Linked DNA regions of Bombyx mori: region 2 is linked to region 1. The links are chromatin contacts, called in public Hi-C maps. All regions are on one chromosome and are shown on one strand. The core of a region is the stretch at or near the end of the contact, and the rest is flanking DNA. Distances in the headings are between cores, read along the strand shown.

Region 1 (4,919 bases), core at 1,703-4,202:
TAGGTAACAACTTAAAAGTCGTCGTGGCCTAAAGGATAAGACTTCCGGTGCATTCGTGTTTAGCGATGCACTGGTGTTCGAATCCCGCAGGCGGGTACCAATTTTTCAAATGAAATACGTACTTAACAAATGTTCACGATTGACTTCTTTGGTGAAGGAATAACATCGTGTAATAAAAATCAAACCCGCAAAATCATAATTTACGTAATTACTGGTGGTAGGACCTCTTGTGAGTCCGCACGGGCAGGTACCACCACCTATTTCTGCCGTGAAGCAGTAATGCGTTTCGGTTTGAAGGGTGGGGAAGCCGTTGTAACTATACCGAGACCTTAGAACTTATATCTAAAGGTGTGTGGCGCATTTACGTTGTAGATGTCTATGGCCTCCAGTAACCACCTAACACCAGGTGGGCTGTGAGCTCGTCCACACATCTAAGCAATAAAAAAAATTAAAAAAAACAACGCATGGTGACAATTTTATTTGCCACTTAAAGGCTTACAACTCGTCTAGTGTCCTAAACGTACATATATCCATGCATGATCAATCAAAAACCATAAAAATAAAAATCTAAATAGGTATTAGTTGTCATGTCTTCCTAACCATAAACTTAATTAGCCATGAAATTGAGCTCACGAAATATGTTTGAAAGGATGCTCGTAAAACTGAAAGGAACATATTTTAATATCCGTGAAATGTGACACTGCATGTGTTCCAATACATTCTCATATGACGCGATGTGCAGGACCATAATGTACTAGCGACCCGCCCTCGCTTCGCTTCAGGCACTATCATTTATTATTGATTTTTTTTAATTTTCTATTATAGAAATCTGAAACTCAGAAAATGTTGTTATATAGGATATTGTATAGCTGATTGTTTGTAGTACCACAATTAGGTTCTACCACGTGGCTCTCTAAATACTTGCACCGCCATTACCCTATCAAATCTACCTATCTATTGCCTAGTGACTTCTGGCTGCTTCTGGCAATTCGTAGAGCTACAAATGTACTTTACGCCCTTTCAAATGATACACCATTTCAATTGAAGCCTGCCAACGTATTTTGCAACAGACAGGTGTTCAATCAATTCAGTTCAGTTGCTAGAGCTAGTGTTAGCAAATTCACTCAAGTTGAGCTCGTGAGCACACCTACCCGTCCGCGCGAAGTAGAAAAAAAAGAGAATAACGTGAACTGTAACTTAAGCTACACAGGAAATTTCTATCATCATAATACTTATAAACTATACAGTCCTAAAAATCGGCTTTACATCGGCTCTTGATAATTTGACTTATGAAAGACAGATTTTGGACAATATATTGTCTAAAGATAGTAAGTAAAAGGTATTATCAGTTTCGTAACCTACTGCAGTAGCCACGTAACATCCGATGAACCCTGAGCATTAGGCCCTTATTATAAATAGCACTATAAGCCTACTATAGGTAATATAGAACACCAAAGCTTGCAAAATTTTCATAATTCGTTTATACGGTCGATGGTTGTCTAGAAAAGATGGTTTTTAGCGAAAATACTGCTCATTGCATATATCGTCTTATAAATAGTTTATATTCTATTTTATATATGTGTATTTGTGTTTTGATGTAGGTATAATTTAATATACTCTACACGTATTGTAATATGAGTTTATTCGGCACACTGACTTTTAATTTTCAGCTACCGTACGTATATATTGTCTTTTCGCATTAAAAGTGTGCAATTTTCAAAAATATTCGAAATTGAGTTAATATACGGAATCATTTGGTATCACCAGTATTTTTCTCATAAATACTGTCAAAAGAGCGTAGTTTAGTTTTAATTTTTTTTTTAGTTTACCTATATTTTGACTACTATTAACAAAATTAATACATAATTTTATCTTTAAAAGACAGATAATGTAACTGGTAAAAACTAAAAAATAAATGTTGCAAAGATGATTAATATTAAAAATATGATATGTTAAACCTTTAAAACACTCTCCTGTAAAATTTAGTACGTTTTGAGATTATACAGTTTTTATGCGAATTAGGTACATATTTCCGTAAATATTAGATCATGAATTAATGGGAAGAAAGAAAAGATGATTAGAAGGCCAATTAAAAAATAACTAAAGACGATGTTTTGAACTCTAGATCCTGTAAATAATGTGATAAAGTAGCTTGATATTTTGGTAAAAGCTAACAACTAAGAATACAAAAGGATTTTATGACGAACAACGAATTAAATGTTAGTTTCCAATTTCAAGAAAAACGCCAATTTTTCGAAAAATGTTGTATTTCAGTGACATCTGTTAAAATATTATTGAATCTAGTTTTCTTTAGTAACTTTAGTAACGCTTCTAGAATTCCACGCTAGATGGCGAAACTATACACAACACTGTTTTAGCAGTGTTCTCACGCTACGAATTTATCGAAATATCGATAATAATTATCTTGTCTTGAAATACATTTTTGTCATTTATTGCAAACTTTGTTATGCTATACAAAAAAATGCTAACGTAACTAAGGTAGCTTAAATTGTGGAAAGAATACCAGCTGTACCTAACTAATTTATATGTATTATTTATAGCTGTACCGATCCGGTGTCCCGGTGGTTTGCTCCTAGGTCTATTTCTCAATTCTATCCTAGCTAACGCTACTGCAGGACTGCAGATACGATTTTTCGGGCAGTTTTCAGCCACTAGCATAAAATTTCATTCTACACAAAGAGCTTTTGAAGACATATTTTGTCTAATGTATGTGGGATGCCGAATTGGTGATTATTTTAACTTCCGCGTCACTTGAATGATACAAATAGAAAAAAAATCTTCAGTATTCCTTCCAGTTATGTATTTCTTTCTTTCTTAGCGTTGTTGTTCTGTGTCGGAAAAATAATCGATGTGAGTCCAACACTACTTGTATTGATGTTAAAAAATAAGCGTGGAGTAGAGGTGCAGCTTTAACGACATACCTAGTTAAAACGCATGCGCGTCGCTAGTATTGTTTTTTCTCTTTCTGTACTGGTTTGTTTTGTGATTTGTGTCATGCCCCAGTCCCTCGCTTAAAATTTTTATAGCAAAGTATTTATGTTACTTCAAAAGTATTTATAGTTCTATTATTTAATGGAAAGATTAGTAAATATTTTTTTATAGTATTGTGATGATAAGTGCTGTGATTAACTATACTCAGGGCTGGGAAACTAAAGCGGCACCGTGGAGTCACGAAAACGAAGGTAAAAAAGTTTCTATTGGTAGTTGAAGACTCTCTTAATGTACTAAACAATTTCAGCGTGTATGCAATTATGTACCACAATACCAAAATGCTTTATTGACCACTAGCTAAATCCTTTTTGACTCATTTCAAATAAGATTCGTGTGTATAAAAAAGTTTTAAGCTGGGCATAAAGCTAAGCACATGGGTCGATATTTAAACACGCTCCTATCTTTAGTATTCGAGGACGTTACGAATCCATATAGCATTTGGATATTCAATACAAATAAGATAAATATTTACACAGATTTACAAATGCCACTTACTTTTTAGAAAAATCAAATTCTACAAATGAAACTTATTCATTGTTTAGAATTATTTAATATAAATTGACTATTCAGAAATCGATGCTTTGTATTTTGCTTTTCACAACTAATTACTCTTTGCTTATACACCATTAGATTGATTGCCTTCATTGTTATTTCTTACACAAAGAAAACACTCTTCAGGAAGTACTAATACAAAATTACAGTTATTACATACTTACATCACAGATTCTTATTGTCTCCTACAATTTTGCATAAAATAAACAAATTATAATTTAATATTCATCACCAAGTCTTCTAAATCAATATTTTACAAAATATGAATTTGCAAGCAATTTTAACAGAATACAATTCAAATTTACAAGTACCTATTAAAACATATTTGAGCTTGCATGAATATGAACACAGCCAATATCTACCAAGAATCGGTAATGCATTAAGATTTATCACCCTTTGCATCGAGGTACGTAGTGTGTATGACCTGCAGAAATTAGTTATCATCAGAATATTTGACTTATCTAGCCCATGTTCAGCCTAAAACTAAAGAATCTAAAAAATATAGGTTGAGATATGACAACAATAACATTTGTATGTATTAAACATTAAAGTTTTTGCCCAAAGTAAATAATATTTTTTTTTTAACAGATGGACAACCAATTTCCCATCTAGATAATATACAAGTTATCAGAACCCATAGACCTCATAAGTGAATGTAACTGCCCACTCTGAGTCAAATGGTGCAAATCGTAATATAGCTGCTATCCTACCTTTCAGACGGAATGGATTATTCCTCTACGCCAGAAATGAGTAGATATGATTTTAAGTGTAAACTATCATCAGTAAACTCCGAACAAAAGTTAAGATGAAAAAGGAGGATTTAATTGTGTTAATGAAGCAAAAATAGTATTACTAGCAATGAATTAAGAGAACGTAGTAACAGTTAGATGTGACCTGGGTATGTACCAGTGTTCCTTCATGAATAGTCAGATAAACATCTTTACTTTTAGGTAGTAAGTAGCATTATCCTACCTATCTTTGCTCCAAAGCAGTAATGCATTTTGATTTGAAGGGTAGGACATCTGTTATACTATAAAATTGGATCTCCTATGACAATGAATGCACTTAATACATGAATACGTGACGTGATAAGCAAAATGTAAAAAGGTTGCAGAGCAATAATTTACTAGAACTCGCTCAAGTTCTAATTAAATTGAATTATAAACCCTTACCTAGCAAGGTTTTTTAAATAGCTTTGTTTATTATACCGTGAGCATATTTGCTGGGTTCAGGTAAACGTTTTTCTTCAATATTTAAAATGAATGATAATTATTAAATTTTAATCCTAAATAATAAAACACTGTCGTTGATATTGAAAAAAAAAACAAATTGATCAACACTTGATGCTTCATATG
Region 2 (4,919 bases), core at 1,265-3,764, 62 kb after region 1:
ATATTTATAATCGTTTTGCGGTGTTTTATGACTTTATTGTAAGTGAAAATGCATTTTAGTTCTATAAGTTTTCTAGGCAATGTTAATGAAAATCATTTTAACGGACAACTGCGTTGGACAGTCGAATCTCTTAGACAGAAAGACAAAAAAATAAGACGAGAGAACGAATGAAAATGAATTGTAATTCATAAATAAAATTATATACACATATTTTTATTGTTTTTTTGAATCATTGTAACTTCTAGGAATGCAATTCTCGTACAAAAATTATTTATATTATGGACGGACATGTTGAGAATCGTATTGCATTAAAATCAATTTTATAAATTTAAATAGTCACAAAATTAAACATGTTTACGTAAAATGAATTGATAATTTATTTTAAAATTAAAAAACTTATACAAAATTTCATCATTATCCTAATTTAATGTTAAGTACTGGAAATACTGTTATGACAAACTATTATGGCATTATTTTGTAAAATTATGATCTTAATCGCAGAGCGTGTGATGTTCTATAACTGTATCATCACTAATTATAATAGTATTTTCTTCAGGGAAATCTTGCAGTAGCTCTATTTGCGCGGTCAGCTCTTGCAGACCCCCAATCAGTTCATTCAAAGAAACCTGAAATAAATATAAACAAATGAGAATTTTTATTTACTTTTACATTAGATCATATTAATTATAGTTTTAATGAATTGACTATGACTGTCCCCGTCGTAATTTTGGCACAACAATGACACAGTGGCTTAGTCTTACATTTCATCATTTACAGTGTGTCACTTTTGTGATGAGAATACGATATAATATTTAATAACGCGAAGCTTTTCTCTAGAATCTGTTGTTACTGATTTTTTAAATAGAAAAATCTCCAGCTTTTTATAAATATTGTACTGAATTTGGAGACTTAGCTCGATACATTACAATTACAGTACATTTCCCACACAATCAAAATAAGCATACAGCGAATGTATTAAAAATTATGTACTATGCAATGAATATGAACACCACTATTTGCTTGTGTGGAAATCTGTATGTAGAATGTTTATGAGGCAGTAACCAATGTGGACTACTAGAGCAGCAAGTACTCAGTAAGGTACAAAATCTTATTGGTTGCTTCAGCTCTTTACGACACATTGACGAAAACTGCTTTTGATAGCTGTAAGTAAAGACAATTTGCCTTAAACATTACAGAAAACAACCAACTAATATAGATACTGATAGTTTAATAACGTAATAGTATTAGTACTGTTACGGCAATAGTAAAGAATCACGCGTATTCAGACGCACGATTTTGTAAATTATAATCTCAGATCCGTACATTTTGTAAACGTGGATCGAATGAGCTTTACTAAAACTCTTTGTTTTATTAGAATGAGATATAAGTAGAATAATTTGACGGAGATCCAAACTACATTAAGTTTGTTTTCAAATATAAGGGCTGAACACAGCAGCATTTGTTTAATTTCAATATACTTACTTTCGATTCTTCAAATTCTTTCAAAAAATTGTCCATATTGGAATCTTCACCTTCGAACTGGCCGGCCAGTACTTTCAAGTGGTCAGGTAAAATTGAGGTATCTAAACCTTCACTTGTATTATTTCGCAGTACTCTAAAAGGAAAACAAAATATATGAAGTGAGATCAAACATTATCCGTATATAGTAGAACATAACGCCAATTATGTTTAATATTAGATAATTAAAATGATAAAGAACAATTTAAGTTTTTCATTCCATATTCCCTTAATAGAAATGTATCAACTATTTTATTCTATAAATATGAAAAATGAATATGATTAAGATTTTTTTTTATATTTGGTTTTTGGGTTTAAATCTGTTAAAATGCCAATTTCTGTTGATTACTTTTGTTAATTGTCTTTTTATACTTTAGTATTTTTAAAGCTTTCAATTAGAAAGGACATTGGTCACCGCTTCACTTGAACAAGCAATATCGGGGAGAAAGCTGCCTCTACTAAAATAACATAATAATATATTTTCTCACTCAACTTACAAATAATAGATATATTTAATACGTTTTTTATTTTTTTTATGTTTGAGAGATTACTGGTGGTCCAGAGGCCTTTCTAGTTTGACTAAGACAGGTGGACGAGCAAAGGCTCAGCCAGGAGGCGTGGGATTTGCTATCAGCTACCCAAGCGCCTCCAAAGAAGACCTAACGACTCGAGAGTAGCTGCTTCGCGAATGAATCTACTACCGGATTGGGATCGACCCGCTGAGAACGTTCGGTGAGAAACTCAGCGGGCTGATGTTTAGGTTAGGTTGCACGTCGAGCTCTTTGCCAAGTTCGACGAGTACGGTTACTTTACGGGGTCTCTACTCCTAGTGTTAGAGCTAAAGGTGTCTAATGCAAGGGTTATTGGACCTGATGGATTCGTAAGGACGTGATATTTAATATGTGCTCAGTGACGCACAGTATGTAGTTGCACTTCGTTTACCTCAGTATCCTTCTTCTGGTGTACTCATGTCCAGTGAGCAAAGTGACGGTAGCCAGAGCCGTAGCGGTGGCGGTGTCCCGAGCTCTGCGCTCGACTTGCGCCCAGTCCACCTGCAGCGACACCGTATGTCGAGAACGTGGCTTCACGACGCACCGGTCGCCCAGCCAGGAAGCTGTTTTTGACACTGACATGTATTGTACTGGAAAATAAATAAATTCAACCATGAAATTCTTTACTAGAGATAATATTAAAATCTAAATTTAAACATAACGTATGGCTTGTAGCGGGTAGCTAACGTAGAACACAAAATATTCGGTTCCGCGAGTAAATTAACCCTTAGACATGGCCTACTGACTTTCTCGCCGGATCTTCTCAGTGGGTCGCGTTTCTGATCCAGTTGTAGATTCTGCGAAGCACTGCTCTTGCTAGGGCTAGTGTTAGCAATTTCTCTCAAGCCCGTGAGCTCGCTTACCAGGTCAAGCTTAATTAACTGGAGGCTACCAGTGAACATCTACATATACTGTGAACATTGTCAAACTCTGGTGGTTTTTAAATTAGATAACACAAAACTATATGTAAAAATATAAACTTACAATTAAAATGTACTCGCGCACATACAAACGTTGGCATGGCTGATTTGTTGTAAAGCTCCAAGTTAATTGGCATCCTAGTGACGGCGCGCACTAGTGCGGTGTCACCATATGTGACCAGGCCCGACCAACGCATATTCTCTCCACTGGCACACGCAAATAGTTTCACCTAGTTTACAAAAAATTAAAAATTAATATTTCGTGCCTCTTTGGAGATTCAACACCGAAATGTGAAATATGTTTTTCAATTTATTTATGAATGCTTAATTTTTTTTGTCAAACTCATATAGGAGGGGCCAATGTTCAGCAGAAGCCCATTTGAGTGAGAGAGCTCAAGGCCCACTTGAGATATAAGGCCGAAGTCTCAAGGGTGTAGTATAAGGGATGCCCCACCCTTAAAAATAGAAATATGACTGCTTCACAGCAAAAATGGGCAAGATGGCGGTACCTATCCTAGCGAGCTCACAACACAATCCGATAATCAGTAGGTTTTTTGTTGTTTTGTTCATAGGGAGTCGCGAGATTTGAAACCTGACAAATTTTCATCACTCAACAAGAACGAACAGAAGTAACTAAAGAGTCTTATTCTTTAGACCACAACGACTTCAAGAAACATTATTATGTGCTTGATGAAATATATAAAAATAACTAATAACTTAATGCATGTAATAAATTATAGCTACCTTTCTCGAATAATCACTGTTTTTGTCTAACATTAAATTTAACATCCCCGCTTGAGGGTGGTTGGTGGTGGGCGAGAATATTATCGGCAACGGTCTACACTCCATAGGTCCAAACGTGAGACTATAGATACCCCTGTTATCGCCGCGCGGTAGATCCACAGAAAAACCTTCTCCGAAAACTTGACAACGAATTTGTATTCTTTTATTTAAAGAATTTTTTAAACTCAATTCTTTTCTGCCGCCTCGCACCCAAGACATAATGTTGAAATTCGTTTTTATCGGAAACGTTTTCGGCTTCTCTGTTCCACCAGAAATTTCAATTGATGTCTGATGAAAGGATGCTGTTTCTTCGAATATTAACTTTCTGCAAACAAAACAACTCTAATGAGCTGACAAGATATCATGGACCTTTCACAAAAACAGCGACAAGCGTTAATACTATTTCACAGAAGACAACAATCATGATTGGGAAATTTAAACGTATTTACATTTTTTGTTTACATGCAATATTTACTATAGGCCATTTCTATTTCCTATAGGCTTATAGCTTATTACATAAGACTTCGAGAAAGAAGGACTTCTTAGAGCCAGTATTACAATCAAAAGTTATTTTTATGCAATGGATTTAGCAGATTGAATTAATTTTTATCTACTTACGCGTTACAGACAACACCTTCAGCGCCGTCGTAGTTCAAATTAACGGTTTTCGTACCGCCAGGCTGCAACTCGAAGTTGGACGGCGCGACTTTAAATGGAATCTCTACCGAAGAGTCACTTCTCAGCTTCGCTATCCACGTTCCTGGTATTGAACCGGCATTTTGTACTTTTATGCTGATCGCCTCTATAACAGTTAAACATATAAGTTTTAAGTTATCAATAAATGGATTTATTTTCTCATTTACGTTAAGGTGGTCATAATATCGTAGAATCCGCGGTACTCGAAGTTGTGTCTGAATCTAGGCCAAATTGTTCAGCTACGCAGAGAATTGTTCGAGAAGGAAGTCTGAATACAACTATCTAGGCCAAATTGTTGAACTAGGCAGGGCCAACTTCGAGAAAGAAGCTGATAAGCGCATACAGTTGGGCTGGTCTGAGTATGGAAAGCTCCGTCATTTATTTAATTCGGCAATCCCGCAATGATTAAAGACAAAAGTCTTCAACGCATGCGTGCTACCAGTCATGGCAT

Evidence for each region. Hi-C and Micro-C count contacts between places; a contact is called where the count stands out from the background.
Region 2: a Hi-C map of whole pupa shows a contact between it and region 1, with 2.6 times the contacts expected there. The contact joins the enhancer-like site here to the promoter of LOC101746494 in region 1. A contact is called at or near these places in 2 of 7 Hi-C or Micro-C datasets (both in whole pupa).

What each region holds. Positions count from the first base shown.
Region 1 is chr3:9,073,524-9,078,442 of ASM3026992v2, forward strand. LOC101746494 (protein gustavus) reads left to right here and starts at 2,953. Exons shown (of 6, transcript XM_012695145.4): 1 at 2,953-3,203.
Region 2 is chr3:9,136,142-9,141,060 of ASM3026992v2, forward strand. LOC101746494 (protein gustavus) reads left to right here. Exons shown (of 6, transcript XM_012695145.4): 6 at 1-1,722. It overlaps LOC101746638, which reads right to left. Exons shown (of 19, transcript XM_004931700.5): 14 at 4,391-4,574; 15 at 3,734-4,097; 16 at 3,054-3,219; 17 at 2,461-2,659; 18 at 1,483-1,615; 19 at 163-626. The coding sequence ends at 492. Among protein-coding and RNA genes, the nearest start is that of LOC101746638, 18 kb to the right of the region's middle. Within about 2 kb of position 2,515, at least 7 of the 8 cell types and tissues checked have open chromatin away from gene starts, as enhancers often do.